2 separate regions of the Sus scrofa genome follow, and region 2 is linked to region 1. Evidence: chromatin contacts called from public HiChIP or PLAC-seq data. All regions are on one chromosome and are shown on one strand. Each heading gives the region's core, a stretch centred on a gene start, on an enhancer-like site or on the middle of the called end of the contact. The rest is flanking DNA. Distances are from core to core; before and after follow the strand shown.

The links. HiChIP or PLAC-seq counts read pairs in DNA pulled down with a chosen protein or histone mark.
Region 2: a contact with region 1 is called in an H3K27ac HiChIP or PLAC-seq map of alveolar macrophages. The contact joins two enhancer-like sites. A contact is called at or near these places in 1 of 47 Hi-C or Micro-C datasets (skeletal muscle) and 1 of 2 datasets of contacts at active chromatin or transcription factors (alveolar macrophages).

Annotation. Positions count from the first base shown.
Region 1 is chr9:120,906,873-120,913,122 of Sscrofa11.1, reverse strand. It overlaps ABL2 (Abelson tyrosine-protein kinase 2), which reads left to right. Exons shown (of 13, transcript XM_003482731.4): 4 at 488-783; 5 at 3,923-4,195; 6 at 5,468-5,552. Among named protein-coding and RNA genes, the nearest start is that of TOR3A, 50 kb to the right of the region's middle. Within about 2 kb of position 4,377, at least 4 of the 83 cell types and tissues checked have an H3K27ac peak or open chromatin away from gene starts, as enhancers often do. A contact at or near this core is called in alveolar macrophages, where this site is marked.
Region 2 is chr9:121,076,958-121,083,216 of Sscrofa11.1, reverse strand. The region is part of intron 3 of SOAT1 (sterol O-acyltransferase 1); the gene reads right to left. Among named protein-coding and RNA genes, the nearest start is that of SOAT1, 35 kb to the right of the region's middle. Within about 2 kb of position 4,491, at least 7 of the 83 cell types and tissues checked have an H3K27ac peak or open chromatin away from gene starts, as enhancers often do. A contact at or near this core is called in alveolar macrophages, where this site is marked.

The DNA of each region.
Region 1 (6,250 bases), core at 3,128-5,627:
CATGGAGGTTCCCCATGGTGTGAAAACCTGTAGGTAACTAACTATGCTTCTTTTGTTTAAGCAACAAACTAAAGATACCAACCAAGCTATGATGACAGCCAAGTTTGTTTTCATTATTTTTAAAAATTTTGTTGGCATAGAAGTTCTTGATTCTTTATTTTTTTAGGGCCTTAGGTGTGGCATAGGAAAGTTCCCAGGCTAGGGGTCGAATCAGCTCTAGCTGCTGGCCTATACCACAGCCACAGCAACGCTGTATCTGAACCGAATCTGTGACCTATACCACAGCTCACGGCAATGCTGGATCCTTAACCTACCAAGCCAGGGATTAAACCTGGGTCCTCTTGGGTACTAGTCAGGATTGTTACTGCTGAGCCACAACAGGAACTCCTTGATTCATTTTTTAGTGAGTTTAAAGTTTGATGGTAGATTGCTTCTGTTGAAATAAAATCTTAACATCTCTTTCACTCTGTGATGACCTCTTGGCCAGGAGAAAAGCTACGAGTCCTTGGTTACAACCAGAATGGTGAGTGGAGTGAAGTTCGCTCTAAGAATGGCCAAGGCTGGGTGCCAAGCAATTACATCACCCCAGTGAACAGCCTGGAAAAACATTCCTGGTACCATGGGCCTGTGTCCCGCAGCGCAGCAGAGTACCTACTCAGCAGTCTGATCAATGGCAGCTTCCTGGTGCGAGAAAGTGAGAGCAGCCCCGGGCAGCTATCAATCTCGCTCAGGTACGAGGGGCGTGTATATCACTACAGGATCAATACCACCACAGATGGCAAGGTAAGACTGGCTGGCAGCCACCTCTAGTATGGACTGGCCATTCTTTAGAAACAATATTCAGAATGACTAAAGAAAAAAAAATTTTTTTTTGGTCTTTTTGCCATTTCTTGGGCCACTTCTGCGGCATATGGAGGTTCCCAGGCTAGGGGTTGAATCAGAGCTGTAGCCACCGGCCTACACCAGAGCCACAGCAACGCGGGATCCAAACCGCATCTGCAAACCACACCACAGCTCACGGCAACGCTGGATCCTTAACCCACTGAGCAAGGCCAGGGATTGAATCCCCAACCCCATGGTTCCTAGTTGGATTTGTTAACCACTGAGCCACGACGGGAACTCCAAGAAAATAGTTTTTATGTCTGACATGAAATAAAATAATCACTGATGTGAATTTGGCATGTTAGAGAGCTTAACTGTTTTCAAAAGGATATGGTAATGGAAATGAAAAACAGTACTGTTAATAGTTCAGTGGTGAGCTGTGTTTGAACATAAAGAATGAAGGAAAGAGAAAGAGGGGTATGAGTTAGCTGTTCTCATCATCACCAGTACACAAATGTGCACATAGACATCCGATACATTGTGTAGATTTTATAAGTTAAACCTTGTGCCTTTGAGAATTATAATAATCTCTACCAGAAAGTTTACAGGGTAAGAAATCAGGCTTCTGAGACTGATGTTGTTCATTAAATGTATGTTCAAATATATAGATCATTTAGTCACCTAGCAGTTTACATGTTGGAAAGACTAGCCATTATAAGAATGGCTGTATAAGAATAGAACTGTTTTACTTTGTAATTGGTAAAGCACAGGCTCATGTCAGTTCTTTTGAACAGTAAATGTAGATTGAATCCATTCTTCCATTCTTTCCCTCTTGGTGATGTGTGTAGTAGGGGAAAAGCACAGGCTCTAGAGCAATTAAATTCGGTGTGCTGGGTAACTCCATCATTTATTAACATTGTGACCTTACTTAGGCCTTGGCTTCCCATCCCATTTTATTGGATTCTTGTGAGGATCAAGTGAGATAATTTCCGTAAAACATAATGGCTGATGAAAAGTAGGAAATGGTAAATTATTAATTTTCTTTTTCTTTTGCATCACCTTACAGACATGTTGTCTTGTGATGAAACCAAATAGAATCAGATAAGTGATGATGTGTAAGAGACTCAGCAGATCGACTTCTGGTTGTACACCCAATAGAAACAAGTGCTTATGTGTACAGAAGACAAGTATGAGAATGTTATATCAGGAGTTCCCTGGTGGCCTAGTGGTTAAGGATCCAGCATTGTTACTGCTATGGTTCGGGTCACTGCTATGGTGTGGGTTTGATACGCGGCCTGGGAACTTCCACATGCTGCAGTTGTGGCCAAAAAAAGTACAATATTCATATCAGTACTGTTTGTAGTGGCCAGAAACTAGAAGTACCCAGCTGTCAACAGCAGTAGAATGAACTAATAAATTGTGGTATATTCACAAAATGGCGTCAGAGACAGCAACAAATGGAGTCACACCATAGGTATTGTTTTGTGTCAGCTTTCTTTAACTCAACTTTTTATTATGTATTAATTTATTTTTCTTTTTAGGGCTGCATCTGCGGCTTATGAAGGTTCCCAGACTAGGGGTCCAATCAGAGCTATAGCTGTTGGCCTTCGCCACAGCAAAACAGATTAGAGGTGCGTCTGTGACATACCCCATAGCTCACAGCAATGCCGGATCCTTAACCCACTGAGTGAGGCCAGGGATAGAACGCGAAACCTCATGGTTCCTAGTTGGATTCATTTATGTTGTGCCATGACAGGAACTCCTCACTCAACTGTTTAAAATTGTGATAAAGTTCATATATCATACCACAAAATTCACAATTTCAAGTGGACAATTCAGTGGTTTTTAACATATTCACTGGTTGTCCAACTACTACCACTGTCTAACTGCAGAACATTTTAATGAGCCCACAAAGAAACCTATACCCATTAGCAGTAATTCACCCTCCCCTCATCCCCTGACAATCACTAACCCCTTCCATAGATTCACCTTTGGCAGGGGTCAGCAAGTTTTTCTAGAGGGCCAGACAGTAAATACTTGAGGCTCATAGCCATACCTTCTCTGTCATTACTCAGATGAACTGCAATAATGAGAAAGCAGCCACAGACAATGCATTAACAAATGAGTGTGTCTGTATCCCAATAAAGTTTTATTAACAAAAGCAGGCAGTTGGTGGGTCATAGTTTTTTCTGATTGTGTAGCATACCTCTACAAACCATATCATTTGTATAGGTGGGGTTCACAAGCAGACAGAGCTAATCTAAGGTGTTAGAAGTCAGCACATGGGGTAAATAGCAGGGGGGAGGGCACAAGAGAGCCTTCTGGGGTGCTGGTAGTACTATAATCCTCTGTGTGGGAGCTGTTTTTACTTGGGTAAGTTCACTTAATAAAAAATCATCAATTCTCTGTTTATTGTACACTCTTCTGTATATACTAGAAGTTCCTTTTGTGAAAAAATAAACTCACTTAGGAGATAAGGCCCAACGGGTGCTTGCTATTTAATTTTATACTTCTTACTGCCTATCATAAATTAACTGTTTTGTTAGCAACTCTCTGAGATAAAATTGTGGCCTTTTCTTTTTAAATGACCTAGACACGCAAAAGCGTATCTTAATGAAATAAAAATGAGAAAATGTTTGAATGCCCTTGCACTATCAAAAAAAAAAAAAAAAAAAAGGAAATCGATGGTTTTCAAATTATGTTCTAAGCCAGATTCTGAGGTGGTATTTCATAAACTTTTATAGGAAGCCAGTCCCCTCTTAGCTATTTTAATCAATGCGTCTCTTCTTTTATCTTATATATTCAGGTTTTTTAGTCCTTTTTTTGCTTAAAAATATTTGAAGACCAGTGATCTTGATGATCAAGAGAGAGGTTTTGGAGGCTTCACTCCCCCTGCCCACCCTCAAGACTAGAACTACTTTAGGAATCATAGGAAGAGTGGTTTAAATGAGATTAAACTGGAGTTCTGTTTCCCCTTTGCCATCATGGTTTAATTCCTAAATTTACCTCAAGAAGATAATGCCTTATCATCTTATCTTGAGATCCGTGAAATAATGACTCCTTTTTGGTTGGTGTAGCTTTTCTCTATTCTCCTCATCAGGTGTATGTAACTGCTGAGAGCCGCTTTAGCACCTTGGCCGAGCTTGTTCACCATCACTCAACAGTGGCTGATGGGCTCGTGACAACACTACACTACCCAGCACCCAAGTGTAATAAGCCTACCGTGTATGGTGTGTCCCCCATCCATGACAAATGGGAAATGGAACGAACAGATATTACCATGAAGCACAAACTTGGGGGTGGTCAGTATGGAGAGGTTTACGTTGGCGTCTGGAAGAAATACAGCCTTACTGTTGCTGTGAAAACGCTGAAGGTGGGTTGCTGAGAATTACAGTTCTCAGGCATCTTTTTCTTGTGTGCTGAATCACTTGGAAATAGCAGCATGCCTTTCTTTAACTTCGGGGCTTTCCACCCACGGGTGCCAAGCACATCAGCAAACTGTGATGATTAACCACGGGTGCTGTTGCTGACAATGCGGGGGCAACTTATTCACTGCAATGCAGTGAAACCCACAGATGGAGAAGGTTTGTCTCTGGAGGCTGTTGATGTAGATCTTAGTGGGAGGTTAGATGCATGTTGTAAGTTGTAAAAACAGAACAAACTGTTTTACTTCCTCAGAACAACCCCTGCTGGACACAATTCTTCATGCACTGTGAGAGAATGATGGGTTCTCTCTTTCTTATTCTGTCCTTTTTCTCTCTGCTGCTATTTCCTCCCTTATCCCTGAGATTAGACCACTTCTTGGTTGTTGTTTTTTTGTTGTTGTTCTTATTTTTTTGTCTCTTCAGGGCTGCACCTGCGGCATATGGAAGTTCCCAGGCTAGGGGTCCAGTCAGAGCTGAAGCCACCGGCCTACGCCACAGCAACGCGGGATCCGAGCTTCGTCTGCAACCTACACCACAGCTCATGGCAATGCTGGATCCTTAACCCATTGAGCGAGGCCAGGGATCACGAGCCGCGTCCTTATAGGTACCTAGTCAGGTTCATTAACCGCTGAGCCACCACGGGAACTCCGACCACTTCTTGTTCTTAATGTTCACAGATATCTTTTTCCTGATGCTACCCTTTCTCTCCTTTAAGCATCCTGGTATCAAATTATACATTTTGTCACTCACTCCATTCTCTCAAGATTCTTTCATATGCCTCAATAGCTTTGTCATGTCACTTGTAAGGACTGCTCTTCACCTATCAATAGTAGTCTGTTTTTGTTTTTTTAGCAAGTATTTATTGAGTGCTTTTTCTGAGTGTGTGAAACAATATTCATAGTCTTGCAAACATGCCTTGCTCCTTAAGGAATTTGTTAGGAAGACAGCTGACTGTTCTGTACCTTTCAGTTGTGATAGGACATGATTGATGAATTTTACTCCACCCCACAAAATTTTGTATAGTTTAAAATAATGAATAAATTTAAGTAGACATTTTTCTTGGAGGATATTATGTTGTGATAAAACTTCCTGAAGTAAATGCTGAAATAGTCAAAAGATATTCCCTTTTCTGAAATTTTAGGATTGTGAGTTGACTCAAATGATTAAGATGGGGGCTTGTCCCTGCCCTCTTTTTCTTTCTTATCTTTCCACCTTTCTAGGAGGATACTATGGAGGTGGAGGAATTCCTAAAAGAAGCTGCAGTGATGAAAGAAATCAAGCATCCTAATCTGGTACAACTATTAGGTAAGGGAGCTTTCCTGAACCATAACTTTCCTCAAAGATGCTTGTCCCCCAACCCCCTATTAACTCCAAATCCTTCTTTTGAATCACTGTGGGTGGAAGCTCCCAGTACAAATCTACTTCTTTAAATGACTTTAATCAGCAGTCTCTGTATTTAAAAATTACCCAAGAAGCAGTAACCTGGATTGATTGCAGTATATATGAAACTGCACAGCCTGTGGTAATTGCCCTGGATCCAAAGTTCAAAATCATTCCAAGTGATACTAAACCAAAAACGGTCACAAAATAGTTTTACAAAATAAAGAGATACTAAGCAAAGGACTGCTGAAAATAAACAGATTAAAAATTGTGACCATCCATCAGTTTGCCTTTACAAGCAGAAAGTGCCATCAATAGACTGCTATCTTACGTGTTTGGGTCACAGAAAAACCGTTGACTAAAACCATTGCTTTTTAAAAAATAGGGTCAGTTTCTTTGGATGTTCAAATTGAGCCAAACCATCCCAAAGGAAATAGATTCTTTTGGTTCTTGATAAGTTATCTGCCATGTGTTAGTGGAATCCTTGATTGTGGAAATAGTCAGAATCTTTTTACAAAGTATTATTACAGACCGGGCTCACATACAGGCTTTACCACATGCACAGTTGCTGTTACTTTTAGGTAAACATGGGCAGCATGCAGTTGAGGATGGGGATTATGTAG
Region 2 (6,259 bases), core at 3,242-5,741, 170 kb before region 1:
ACAACGCCGGAACCTTAACCCACTGAGTGAGGCCAGGGATCGAACCTGTATCCTCATGAATACTAGTCAGATTCGTTTCCACTGAGCCACGAGAGGAACTCCCACAGCTCCTATGGTGACTGATTCTACTACTCCCTGCCTAACCACTTGTCGGTTGTAATCCTTCTCATTGTCCAAATGGCTCAGATCATTTCATCTGAGTTTCAAGGAAAAGAATTGATGTAGGGAAAGAAAGGAGACAAGGAAAAGGTACCAGGTGTACTTTAAGAATGTTTTATGGAAGTTTTGTTAAACCAATTCTTCTTGTATTCATTGGCAAGAAATGTTTTATGGAAGTTTTGTTAAACCAATTCTTCTTGTATCTCGTTAGCAAGAACTTAGTCTCTTGGCCACACCTACATGCAGAGGGACACTGGGAAATTTTATTTATTCTAGGTAATTAAGTGCCCAAATGAAAATCAGGGATTCTAGTACTAAGAATGGGGGTGGGAAATGATACATTGACAATTAACAGTCACTAAAACAACTGTCCATTGCAGTTTGCTACCCCCGATCTTCTGGTCAAATGTTACCTTCTTTTGGCTGTTTAAGAGTGACTACATTCTATTTCCCTTTCTGCCTTTTCTCATTTTACTTAAATACATAGACATATTAGTGTCTCATCTACTTGGGAAAGTGAGTCCATTGTTCTTTATGATTTCATCACGTATTTGCAGAACAAAGACATGTGCTACCGTATTGCCCCTTAGAAATGTTCAGTCATTTAGTTCCATGAACACCTACTTCATTCCTTTGTCAGGCACTGTGTTAGGTGCTGAGATTGTGAAGGCGTTGTTTCTGTTCTCATGTTGAGAATACTATATATAAAATGGCTAAGCATGAGGAACACCTGAATTAGATCCCTTTAAAATGTCTGTTCAAAGCTATAAAATGATGTCATCGTACACTGGTACTTGTGAATCACGTCAGAGAGTACATGATTTTAGAGCTCTACTGAAGATTTTACAGGTAATAGTTACTCTCTACAGTTAATAAGAATCCAAAACATCAAAAGTACTCATTGGTAATATTCTGCATACTAATGCACTTCCTTTTCCAATTTACTGTTCTGGAAATGATTTCTTTTTTTTCTTTTCTTTTCTTTTTTTGGTCACTCCCACGGCACACAGAAGTTTCTGGGCCAGGAATCGAACCTGTGCCACATCAGTGACCCAAGTCACAACAGTGTCAACACTGGATTCTTAACACACTGAGCCACCAGGAAACTCCTAAAAAAATGATTTCATGATAGTCATTTGTATGTATGTATCATATATTAACTACTAGGAAGGTATTTTTACTCCTTTCTAATTTTCTAGCATTTAATAGTGGCTGATAATAAAGTGAAGGAGGTAGGCAATGCTGATGAGAAACAGTAAAATATACCATTTGGATAGTTACGATGCGGGAGCTACGTAAGTCGATTAAGGCAGATGTGTCTCAGCTCAGTTTAGACTGATAACAACATGATATTAAAGATACTGTAGTCTAATTAAAATTGCAGATAGCCCAGAATGGATTTTAATTTAAACAAAAAGGGATTAAAATTCAGAGCTCTAATTTCACTAGTTGCTAGTTTAGCCTGAACCTTTGATTTCCTGTATTAAGGATTATGTAACAGTTATACTCAAGACTTTTTTGACTATGGAAGAGGAGTTTATTATAGTGCACTGCTTAGTGCTGTAAACCTCTTCTACACTGATGCCTTCAAATGAAATGTCTGTAATAGAACTAAAACTAAACAACACCTTTCTGTTAGATTACCTGTCATTTCCAGGCTATATGCACGTACATTATAGACTTTTTTTTTTTGGTTTGTTTTACTTTTTTGGCTTACAGTGCTAATAACCACATAGAAAATATTTCATATAAATTATAGTGAAAAGCCATATAATATAAATGTGAACTGAGGTCAGATAAACTGAAGTTTTTTTTTTTTTAAGTTTATTTATTTATTTTATTTTACTTTTTTTGGTCTTTTTTTTGCTATTTCTTGGGCCGCTCCCGCGGCATATGGAGGTTCCCAGGCTAGGGGTCTAATTGGAGCTGTAGCCACCGGCCTACACCAGAGCCACAGCAACGTGGGATCCGAGCCGAGTCTGCAACCTACACCACAGCTCACGGCAATGCCAGGTCCTTAACCCACTGAGCAAGGGCAGGGATTGAACCTGCAACCTCATGGTTCCTAGTCAGATTCGTTGACCACTGCGCCACGACGGGAACTCCCTGAAGTTTTTTTTTTATTTGGGCTTTTTTTTTTTTTTTTTTTTTTGGTCTTTTTAGGGAGGCACCTGCGGCATATGGAAGTTCTCAGGCTAGGGAGTTGAACTGGAGCTGCAGCCACCAGCCTATTGCCACAGCCACAGCAATGTGGGAACTGAGCCGTGTCTGCGACCTACACCACAGCTCACAGCAACACTGCATCCTTAATCCACTGAGCGAGTCCAGGGATCAAACCTGTGTCCTCGTGGATGCTAGTCAGATTCCCCTGAGCCAGGACGGGAACTCCCAAGTGTTTTTGTTTTGTTTTGTTTTTTCCCTACTTTTTGGCCACCTGGCAGCATACAGAGTTCCTAGGCCTGGGATCAGATCCAAGCCATAGTTGCGACCTACACCACAGCTGCGGTAACACCGGATCCTTAAGCCACGGTGCTGGGCCGGAGAGCAAACCTGCGTCCCAGAGCCCCAGAGACGCCACTGATCCTGTTGTGCCATAGCAGAACTGTTCGTATGTCAGATAGGAATTATATTGCTCACTTCAAAGATTGTTTTAAGACTAGAAATAATATATAAAAGCTCTTAATAGAGTATCTAGCATAAGGCAGTCACTCATAGTAATCTTTAGTCTCTTTCCCTTGAAAAGTCAAGGCTATGCAGTTTTTCTTAGATACACACTTTCTGCTTTATAACACACATTGAATACAGTGAGCAGTGACATGAGTAAGGGTTTTGGTGCCAGGAGTTGGTTTCAAAAGCTGTCTGGAACTGTATTTATCACCTACAGTCTTGGCAGGTTGGGCAGATCGAACCCAACAGTCTCATGGATATTAGTCAGATTCATTTCTGCTGTGCCACAACCAGCACTCCCCAAATATGCATTTTTAAGAAGCAGAAATAGAAGTTCCCACTGTGGCTCAGCAGATTAAGTAAGGACCTGATGTTTCCATGAGGATGTGGGTTCAATCTCTTGCCTTGCTCAACGAGTTAAGGATCTGGCGTTGCCGCAAGCTGCAAAGAAGGTCACAGATGCAGCATGGATCTGGTGTTGCTGTTGCTGTGGCGCAGGCCTCAGCTGCACCTCTGCTTTGACCCCTGACCTGGCTACTTCCATATACCACAGGTGTGGCCACTTAAAAAAAAAAAGGAAAAGAAAAAGAAAAAAGAAGTAGAAATAAAAAGTAATTATTCATCCCTTCAATCTTCACATTAGACTTAGCATTTCCTCTATAAAAAGATACATTAACAGGCGTTCTACAAATATTGAGAGTAAAGAAACCCTTTTTTCTCTTCTTAACATACTCACTTTTCTCTGGAAACAGCCTGCAAAGGTGAGGACAAGTAGCCAGTGTCCAGGTTAGGGCTGTACTATATGGCCCTGCCCTTCTGGATAAAATCCAATTCTCTCCCTCATAGATCAAAAATTCTGAGCTTAGAAAGTGGGACTGGAAACCTTATTAACTGAAAAAATCAGAAAGAGCTGAAATGCGGCCACTAAAAGAAAACCTTTCCAGGAGTTCCCATCGTGGCGAAGTGGTTAGCGAATCCAACTAGGAACCATGAGGTTGGGGGTTCGGTCCCTGCCCTTGCTCAGTGGGTTAACGACCCGGCGTTGCCGTGAGCTGTGGTGTAGGTTGCAGATGCGGCTCGGATCCCGCGTTGCTGTGGCTCTGGTGTAGGCCGGTAGCTACAGCTCCGATTGGACCCCTAGCCTGGGAATCTCCATATGCCGTGGGAGCGGCCCAAAGAAATAGCAAAAAGACAAAAAAAAAAAAAAAAAAAAAAAAAAAAAAAAAAACGAAAACCTTTCCAAAGCCTGAGTGTTCGCTTCTCTGAGGAGTCTGTGAGATACATTATTAATCTTTCAAACACACTTCCTTGTACGTTTAAATAAGGCAAAGTCGTTTTCTGTTATGTGCCACCAAAAGAAAAAATACATCACGGACACCATGTTAAATACAGCTAATTCCTCTACTAATGTTGAGAATTTAGTTCCAATGCAGTTGGTTGGAACCTAATCATTTGAATCTCCCTTGAACTGTTCCAAGATCTTTAAAGATGTGTTACAACACAATTCTAAGGATTTCAAAAGGTCATGATGCAGAGTTACGCAATGCCGGATGACCCGAAGCAGACTTTTTTTTTTAATTACTTCCACGTTTTTTATGACGGCATGTAGGCCTAGAAGTGACCTTGAGAGATTCAATCAGTTCAACCCTTGAATGTCATCACCTCTCTCATTTCTCCTCCCTTCAGACCAAAAAGCTTGCCCATTACTTGACAACCTTCTCCATGCACCCTTCCTTAACATAAGCTCCTTTATCTGCATTTACAGATGTTCATTGCATTCTTTGTCAGTGGCCGTATTTACCAAATAAAAATATAGGACCCCCTAAAAAAACAGATTAATAGATTTAGGACATCCAGTGAAACTTAAATTTGATAAACAACTAACTTTTTAAGACTAGGTACGGCTCAAACATTGTATGATGAGGAACAAGCGTTTTGCTGTTTATCTCAAATTCAAATTTAACAAGTAACTGTATTTTATCTGACAACTCGAGGGTTGCTGTGCCAAAAGACTTGTTCGATAAGATCTGTAGACTACTCTTTACAACTGAAAGTAGAGACTTAAAAGCCGAAGTTTAAGTTAGCTAGGCAATTATGACGCAGACTGTTAAGAGCTGAAGGGGAATTTGGAGACACCTAGTCCAGCGTTCTCACTTTAAACATTAAGGGAAGGAATTCCCGTCGTGGTGCGTGGTTAACGAATCCGACTAGGAACCATGAGGTTGCGGGTTCGTCCCTGCCCCTTGCTCAGTGGGTTAACGATCCGGCGTTGCCGTGAGCTGTGGTGTAGGTTGCAGACTCGGCTCGGATCCCACGTTGCTGTGGCTCTGGCGTAGGCCGGTGGCTACAGCTCCAATTAGACCCCTAGCCTGGGAACCTCCATATGCCGCGGGAGCGGCCCAAGAAATAGCAACAACAACAACAACAACAACAAAAAAAGACAAAAGACAAAAGACAAAAAAAAAAAAAAAAAAACACAAAAACATTAAGGGAAGAGTGTCCAGTTGGGTTGGAACATGATGCCAAATTACAAATAAAGAGAAAGAATTCTGACATTCATGTGTCTTTAAAATTACTTTATACAGCTTTACTTTCCCACAAAAGAACAGAACAAGTAAGTTTCGTGGCTCTGAACAATATTCACGTACCTGTCACTTCAGTGGTCATTTCACACTAATAAATGTAACCAATAAAAACAACAATAAAATGTAACCAGATATCACTGTTGTAAATGGGATAATTTAAGTAAATAAGATTATGTACATAAATCAACTAGTAGAAGGGGTAGCCCATGATAGGACTTTTTTTTTTTTGGTCTTTTTCTCTTTTTGGGGCTGCACTGGTGGCATATGGAGGTTCCCAGGCTAGGGGTCGAATCAGAGCTGTAGCCACCGGCCTACACCACAGCCACAGCAACTCGGACCCAATTCTCATCTGCAACCTACACCACAGCTCACAGCAATGCTGGATCCTTAATCCTCTGAGCATGCCAGGGATTGAACCCTCGTCCATACGGGTGCTAGTCAGGTTCATTAACCACTGAGCCTCGACAGGAACTCCCATAACAGGACTTTTTAAACATACTTCCTTTCTCCTCCCTGCCCCTCTGTTTACTGTCTAGAATACTAAAATATTACAGTAGCTTCCTATCTGGTCTCTTTGTCTCCGAACTCGATAAAGTATCTTCAATTTTGCTATCAGCATAGCATTCCAAATCTATTTCCCTCAAAAGCATTCTAATTAATTAATAATGGCAAGATGTTCAAACTCATTAAATATCAAATTGCCAGTTAAAACTCTCCTAAGTCAAATCACCTATGAGCTCATCAAAGGAATTTGGGTGATTCATGCAGATCAAAGCAGTGTATAATACATGTGAAGCATATGCCAAGGGTATAAACTCAGAACTTAGAAGTATAAAGTAGGGAGGACG